Regions from separate parts of the Callithrix jacchus genome. Here region 1 is linked to region 2. The links are chromatin contacts, called in public Hi-C maps. All regions are on one chromosome and are shown on one strand. Each heading gives the region's core, a stretch centred on a gene start, on an enhancer-like site or on the middle of the called end of the contact. The rest is flanking DNA. Distances are from core to core; before and after follow the strand shown.

Evidence for each region. Hi-C and Micro-C count contacts between places; a contact is called where the count stands out from the background.
Region 1: a Hi-C map of induced pluripotent stem cells shows a contact between it and region 2, with 4 times the contacts expected there. The contact joins the enhancer-like site here to the promoter of GPR84 in region 2. A contact is called at or near these places in 3 of 3 Hi-C or Micro-C datasets (induced pluripotent stem cells and skeletal muscle).

What each region holds. Positions count from the first base shown.
Region 1 is chr9:65,334,676-65,337,375 of calJac240_pri, forward strand. No RefSeq gene overlaps it. Among named protein-coding and RNA genes, the nearest start is that of SMUG1, 30 kb to the right of the region's middle. Within about 2 kb of position 1,331, at least 9 of the 16 cell types and tissues checked have an H3K27ac peak or open chromatin away from gene starts, as enhancers often do. A contact at or near this core is called in skeletal muscle, where this site is marked.
Region 2 is chr9:65,185,912-65,188,611 of calJac240_pri, forward strand. It overlaps GPR84 (G protein-coupled receptor 84), which reads left to right and starts at 1,350. Exons shown (of 2, transcript XM_002752554.7): 1 at 1,350-1,449; 2 at 2,263-2,700. The coding sequence starts at 2,271.

The DNA.
Region 1 (2,700 bases), core at 81-2,580, 150 kb after region 2:
CTGATTTTCAAAGAACGTGTCTGTCAAGTAGATAAGAGGGCAGAAGAGAAGCCCAGGTGGAAGCAAGGTGCAGGTAAGTCCAGGCAGAGTGAGAGAGCTCATGAGGAGCTTGGGGACCTCACAGTTTTGTGAAACTGAAGCGCTGGCTGTTGTGTGCCTGAGTCTGGCCATGATGCACAAGATAAGGCCAGAGAAGGGGGATGCTGACAAAATGTGAGGGGCTTTCTTTGGCAAGGGTGAACAATGTAAGTTTAGTTCTGAAGCCTGGGAGTCCAGAGTTTTCAGCTGTTGACCCTCATTAGACCAGTTTTTTTTTTTTTTTTTAAGCAAGGTAACCCCGGAGGCAGGACTACCCTAGGAGGCCTTGCATCAGTCCCGGGAGGAAAATCCCACCAGAAGCCCCTGGACCAAGGCGTCAGGAAAAGATGAACACATTCAGGAGACATTGACCAAGTCGAGTCCAAGAGAATGGAGGAACCAGAATCTGGGGTTGCAGGCTTGGCCTGTGCCAATGCGAGACAGACATACCCAGAAGGTGGCGCGAGCCGGGGAGGCGGGTCCGGGCAGGACTGCTCCCGCGGTTAGTCAGAGAGGCGTGAGAACGCGCCAGCACCCGGGGCGTGAACAGCCGCAGCGGAGGCGCGCAGGGAGAACGCCCGCCCGGCGTGGGGCCTGCTCGCCTGGAGCCGCCTGCCACGAATTTATGGCCCAAAACCGAATGCAGCTGTGCGCAGCTGGGTATGCAAATATATGCAAATTCGCGCCGCCCGGCCTGGGCTAGGTTGCGAGCGGAGTCAAAGGGTGGGGGAAGGGGCTCAGCTTTTTTTTTTTTTTTGAGACAGAGTTTCGCTCTTGTTACCCAGGCTGGAGTGTAATGGCGCGATCTTGGCTCACTGCAACCTCTGCCTCCTGGGTTCAGGCAATTCTCCTGCCTCAGCCTCCTGAGTAGCTGGGATTACAGGCACGCGCCACCATGCCCAGCTAATTTTTTGTATTTTTAGTAGAGACGGGGTTTCACCATGTTGACCAGGATGGTCTCGATCTGTTGACCTCGTGATCCACCCGCCTCGGCCTCCTAAAGTGCTGGGATTACAGGCTTGAGCCACCGTGCCCGGCCAGGGGCGCAGCTTTGTTACTGCCGTTCCGCTCCCAGAGGAGTTCAGACGCGGTGCGGGAGAGGATGCTGGGGGAGGAAGTACATCTTCCCCGTCCTGACCGTCCCGCCTCAGGACCGTGACCATCGGGACAAACGCGAGTTCCCTTCATGTCCCCAATGACCGTGTGCCCCCACTCCCTCAGCCCCACCCTACGTGCAGGGGGAAGGGCCCTGGCTTCCAGAATACCTAAGCCCCTGTGATCTGAGCGTCCTTCCTTCACTGCGAGCGGAAAAGAGCCGCATGGTGGGGTAGATGATCCCACACCCGTCCCCGTCTCAGAATTCCCCCTCTCCAGAGCCAGGGAAGGTGTGGATCGGAACACCTGACTTCTTTCATTCCTGCCTTGTGACCCATGCTCCTGCCTCCCATCCGCTTCTTGAGAAGTCCCTCCAGAAGTTTAACCACAGTCACACTTGCTATTGTTTCTGTTTGATTTTTCCGGGTGGTTTAGTGAGCAGATTCTATTCCCAAAATCCCAAATGTTGGGTTCTGAGGGTGTGGGAATGGGGTCTGGGCATCAACTCCCATCCCCCTCCTCCCGAGGACCAAGGACCAAGTCCCCACCCTAGGCAAGAACTGGAAGGGAGTCTGGCGGGGGTGGGGGAGTTGTCATTTCCTGGCTCTGGCTTTTTTTTTTCTTCTTCCCCTTGCCGACTCTTCCCCCAATGGCCACGAGGGGTCTTCCTTGCGCTAAGAATGGGAAATCCTGCGTTAGGTTTGAGCGCTGGGAGGCTGGGGCGCCGAGCGAGTCTTCTTTTCTGCGGTCCCCGAGCGCCCAGACCTGCAGGCATCCCACCTCCTCGCCCTTCCTTGGTGGCTTCACTCAGTCGCAGACGACTTCACCTCTCTTACCCCACGCTGCAGACTGGAGATTGGCATTTCGAGATCTCCTGCTCTTTCCGCCAACCCTATGGAGCAACCCGAGGGCTGTGAGCCAAGAGAGAATTCGGGCCCGACCTATAGTAGGCGCCCAATAAATGCTTTTCCGCTGAATGACAATGTGGCGGTGTCCTGATCAGGAGTGGGAAGGGACACTCCTCCTCCCAAAGCCTCAGAGGCAGCTCAACTCCCTACCAGGGAAACTGAGGCCATCTGTGGGACTTACATATTGATGCAGCGGGGGAAGTCCTAAGTGACAGGGGCAATTAGAAGGGAGGGGTTTGCCAATCAGGAAGCAGTCTTGGATTGCTCTGATGTCGGAAGGCGGGATAAATGGAAGATCCAGACCCCTAAAGGGAAGCCTTGTTAGGATGGGGATATGGGATGTGAGCGTGGAAAAGGGGCCAGAGATTTGGATAGTTTAGCTCAGGAAGGGAAGTTAAGGCAACCCCTTTCTCCTGTGGGACGTAATTTGTTAGGTTTAGCTGAAGCTGCAGCAGGAGGAATGGCGGTCAGACATCAGGAAGGACTTCCCAGTTGGAGTTAGACTTGGGGACAGAGGGTGAAAGGTGATGACGTCGTTCCCGGGGCGGCGGAAGGTGAGTTACCTGAAACCCGGTTATAATGGGAACCCGTCAGGGGTGGTGGGGGAGGGAGATACAGT
Region 2 (2,700 bases), core at 100-2,599:
GCCTCCTGGATTCAAGCAATTCTCTTTCCTCAGCCTCCCTAATAGCTAGGGTTACAGGCCTGCTCGCCATGCCTGGCTAATTTTTGTATTTTTAGTAAAGACAGGGTTTCATCATGTTTGCCAGGCTGGTCTCAAACTCTTGACCTCAAGTGATCTGCCTTCCTTGGCCTCCCAAAGTCCTGGGATTATGGGCATGAGCCACAGCACTCAACCTAAAATATAATCTTTTTTTTTTTGAGACGGAGTTTCGCTCTTGTTACCCAGGCTGGAGTGCAATGGCGCGATCTCGGCTCACCGCAACCTCTGCCTCCTGGGTTCAGGCAATTCTCCTGCCTCAGCCTCCTGAGTAGCTGGGATTACAGGCACGTGCCACCATGCCCAGCTAATTTTTTGTATTTTTAGTAGAGATGGGGTTTCACCATGTCGACCAGGATGGTCTCGATCTCTTGACCTCGTGATCCACCCGCCTCGGTCTCCCAAAGTGCTGGGATTACAGGCATGAGCCACCACGCCTGGCCTAATATAATCATTTTTAAATGAAAAAAAAAAACATTATTGGGTCACAGGCTATATGAAAACAGATAGCCAGCTGGATTTGGCCCATAGGGTGAAGTTTATTCACCCTTGCTCTGGGGAACTGATTAAGCGCTTGCATATTTTTGTATCTGTCTCCTCAGTAGACCATGCACAAGGCCATGTATCAGGCATTCCTGTATCCCCAGTGTCTAGGTCAGAGTCTGATGTACAGTAGGCACTCAATACAAAGTTGTTGAGTGAATGGATAAATGAATGATTGAACAGGTCCCTGATCTCTTCAGAGGAATGAAACCAGAATCCTGAATGCCTCATTTCCCACTTTTCTTCATCTAACTCTGTTTCTCAGATGTGCTACGGTGTCACATGGGTCCCTCTGACCTGAACCATGTCCAAGCCCTGCAGAGAAGAAAGGTAGTGCTCCTCTGAAACAAACTCAGGACTTCTGGGGGTACCTAAAGCTGCTACTGGGACTTGGTCTTATCTTTTGGCCCTTTGAGGAGTGGCCCAAATGTTCTGATGCTCTGACTCCATGCCCTAGCAATTCTCAGCAATGATCTCTTTCTTACAGGTGAGATCTGCCACGCAAAAGAGGGGAAGAAAACAGAGCTCAGGTTTCAGGAAGGAGAAAGGAAAGAGTGAAACGACTCTGAGGTAAGTAGCAGGGGAATTTCAAAAGAGAAGCATAGATTTCACTAGCCAAAGCAAAATGAGTAGGACCGGAGGTAGTGAAGGAAGTGGCTGGGATTGAGTAACTGGGGAGTTTCTTATTCTTTCGGCGGAGTATAATAGGACACATAAGAGCAGGATATCTCTTGTTTGAAGCGTGAAGCCTGACTGTCCACCAGAAAGGACGCTCTTTGGGTGAGTTGAACTTCTTCCATCGGAGAAAGAATTGAAAGCTGAGAAACTCAGGTAAGTACTTTGTGATGAGTATACTTTTACCTTCTTGGTCTCCTCATCTCCCAGGTGGTAACAAATAAAAAGACTAAAGCCTATATGTGTGTATAGTGGAGAGGAGCAGAGGGAACTAGATACAGAGAGGATCCTGAATACAGGATGCTGAATAGAGAGAGGGGACTTCTGGGGGTCTTTGGGGATGGAGAAGGAATTAGTAAAGTTGGAGGGTTTACTGAGAGCAACAGGATAGATATTGAAGAGGACTGAGGTTTGTAGCAGAATAAGACTAAGATATTTAGGCAAGATATATTTATATAAAAACTTGGGGAAATATTTGAGAATGGTAAGGACTAAGAACCTAGAGAGAGTTAGGGACCTTGAGATGAAGAGGCCTGGGAATGGCTTAGGAAGATAGTGAATTACGGTGAGGTCCAGGAGCAGTTCAGATGCCCAGGGTCCCAGAGCTGTTCAAGAGATCCAAGTTCAGGCCAGGCGTGGTGGCTTATGCCCGTAATCCCAGCACTTTGGGAGGCCAAGCCAGGGGGATGACGAGGTCAAGAGATCGAGACCATCCTGGCCAAGATGGTGAAACTCCATCTCTACTAAAAATACAAAAACTTAGCTGGATGTCGTGGCAAACGCCTGTAATCCCAGTTACTCAGGAGGCTGAGGCAGGAAAATCGCCTGATCCCGGGAGGTGGAGGTTGCAGTGAGCTGAGATTGTGCCACTGCACTCCAGAGCAAGACTCTGTCTCAAAGGAAAAAGAGATCCAAGTTGAATGCTAGGTTCTGATTCCTTATTCCTCTTCCACCTTCTGCCTCTTTTAGCCTCTATCATGTGGAACACCTCTGATGCCAACTTCTCCTGCTACCATGAGTCTGTGCTGGGCTATCGTTATGTTGCAGTTAGCTGGGGGGTGGTGGTGGCTGTGACAGGCACCGTCGGCAATGTGCTCACCTTACTGGCCTTGGCTATCCAGCCCAAACTCCGTACCCGATTCAACCTGCTCATAGCCAACCTCACACTGGCTGATCTCCTCTACTGCACACTCCTTCAGCCCTTCTCTGTGGACACCTACCTCCACCTGCACTGGCGCACTGGTGCCACCTTCTGCAGGGTGTTTGGGCTCCTTCTTTTTGCCTCCAATTCTGTCTCCATCCTGACCCTCTGCCTCATCGCACTGGGACGCTACCTCCTCATTGCCCACCCTAAGCTTTTTCCTCAAGTGTTCAGTGCCAAGGGGATAGTGCTGGCACTGGTGGGCA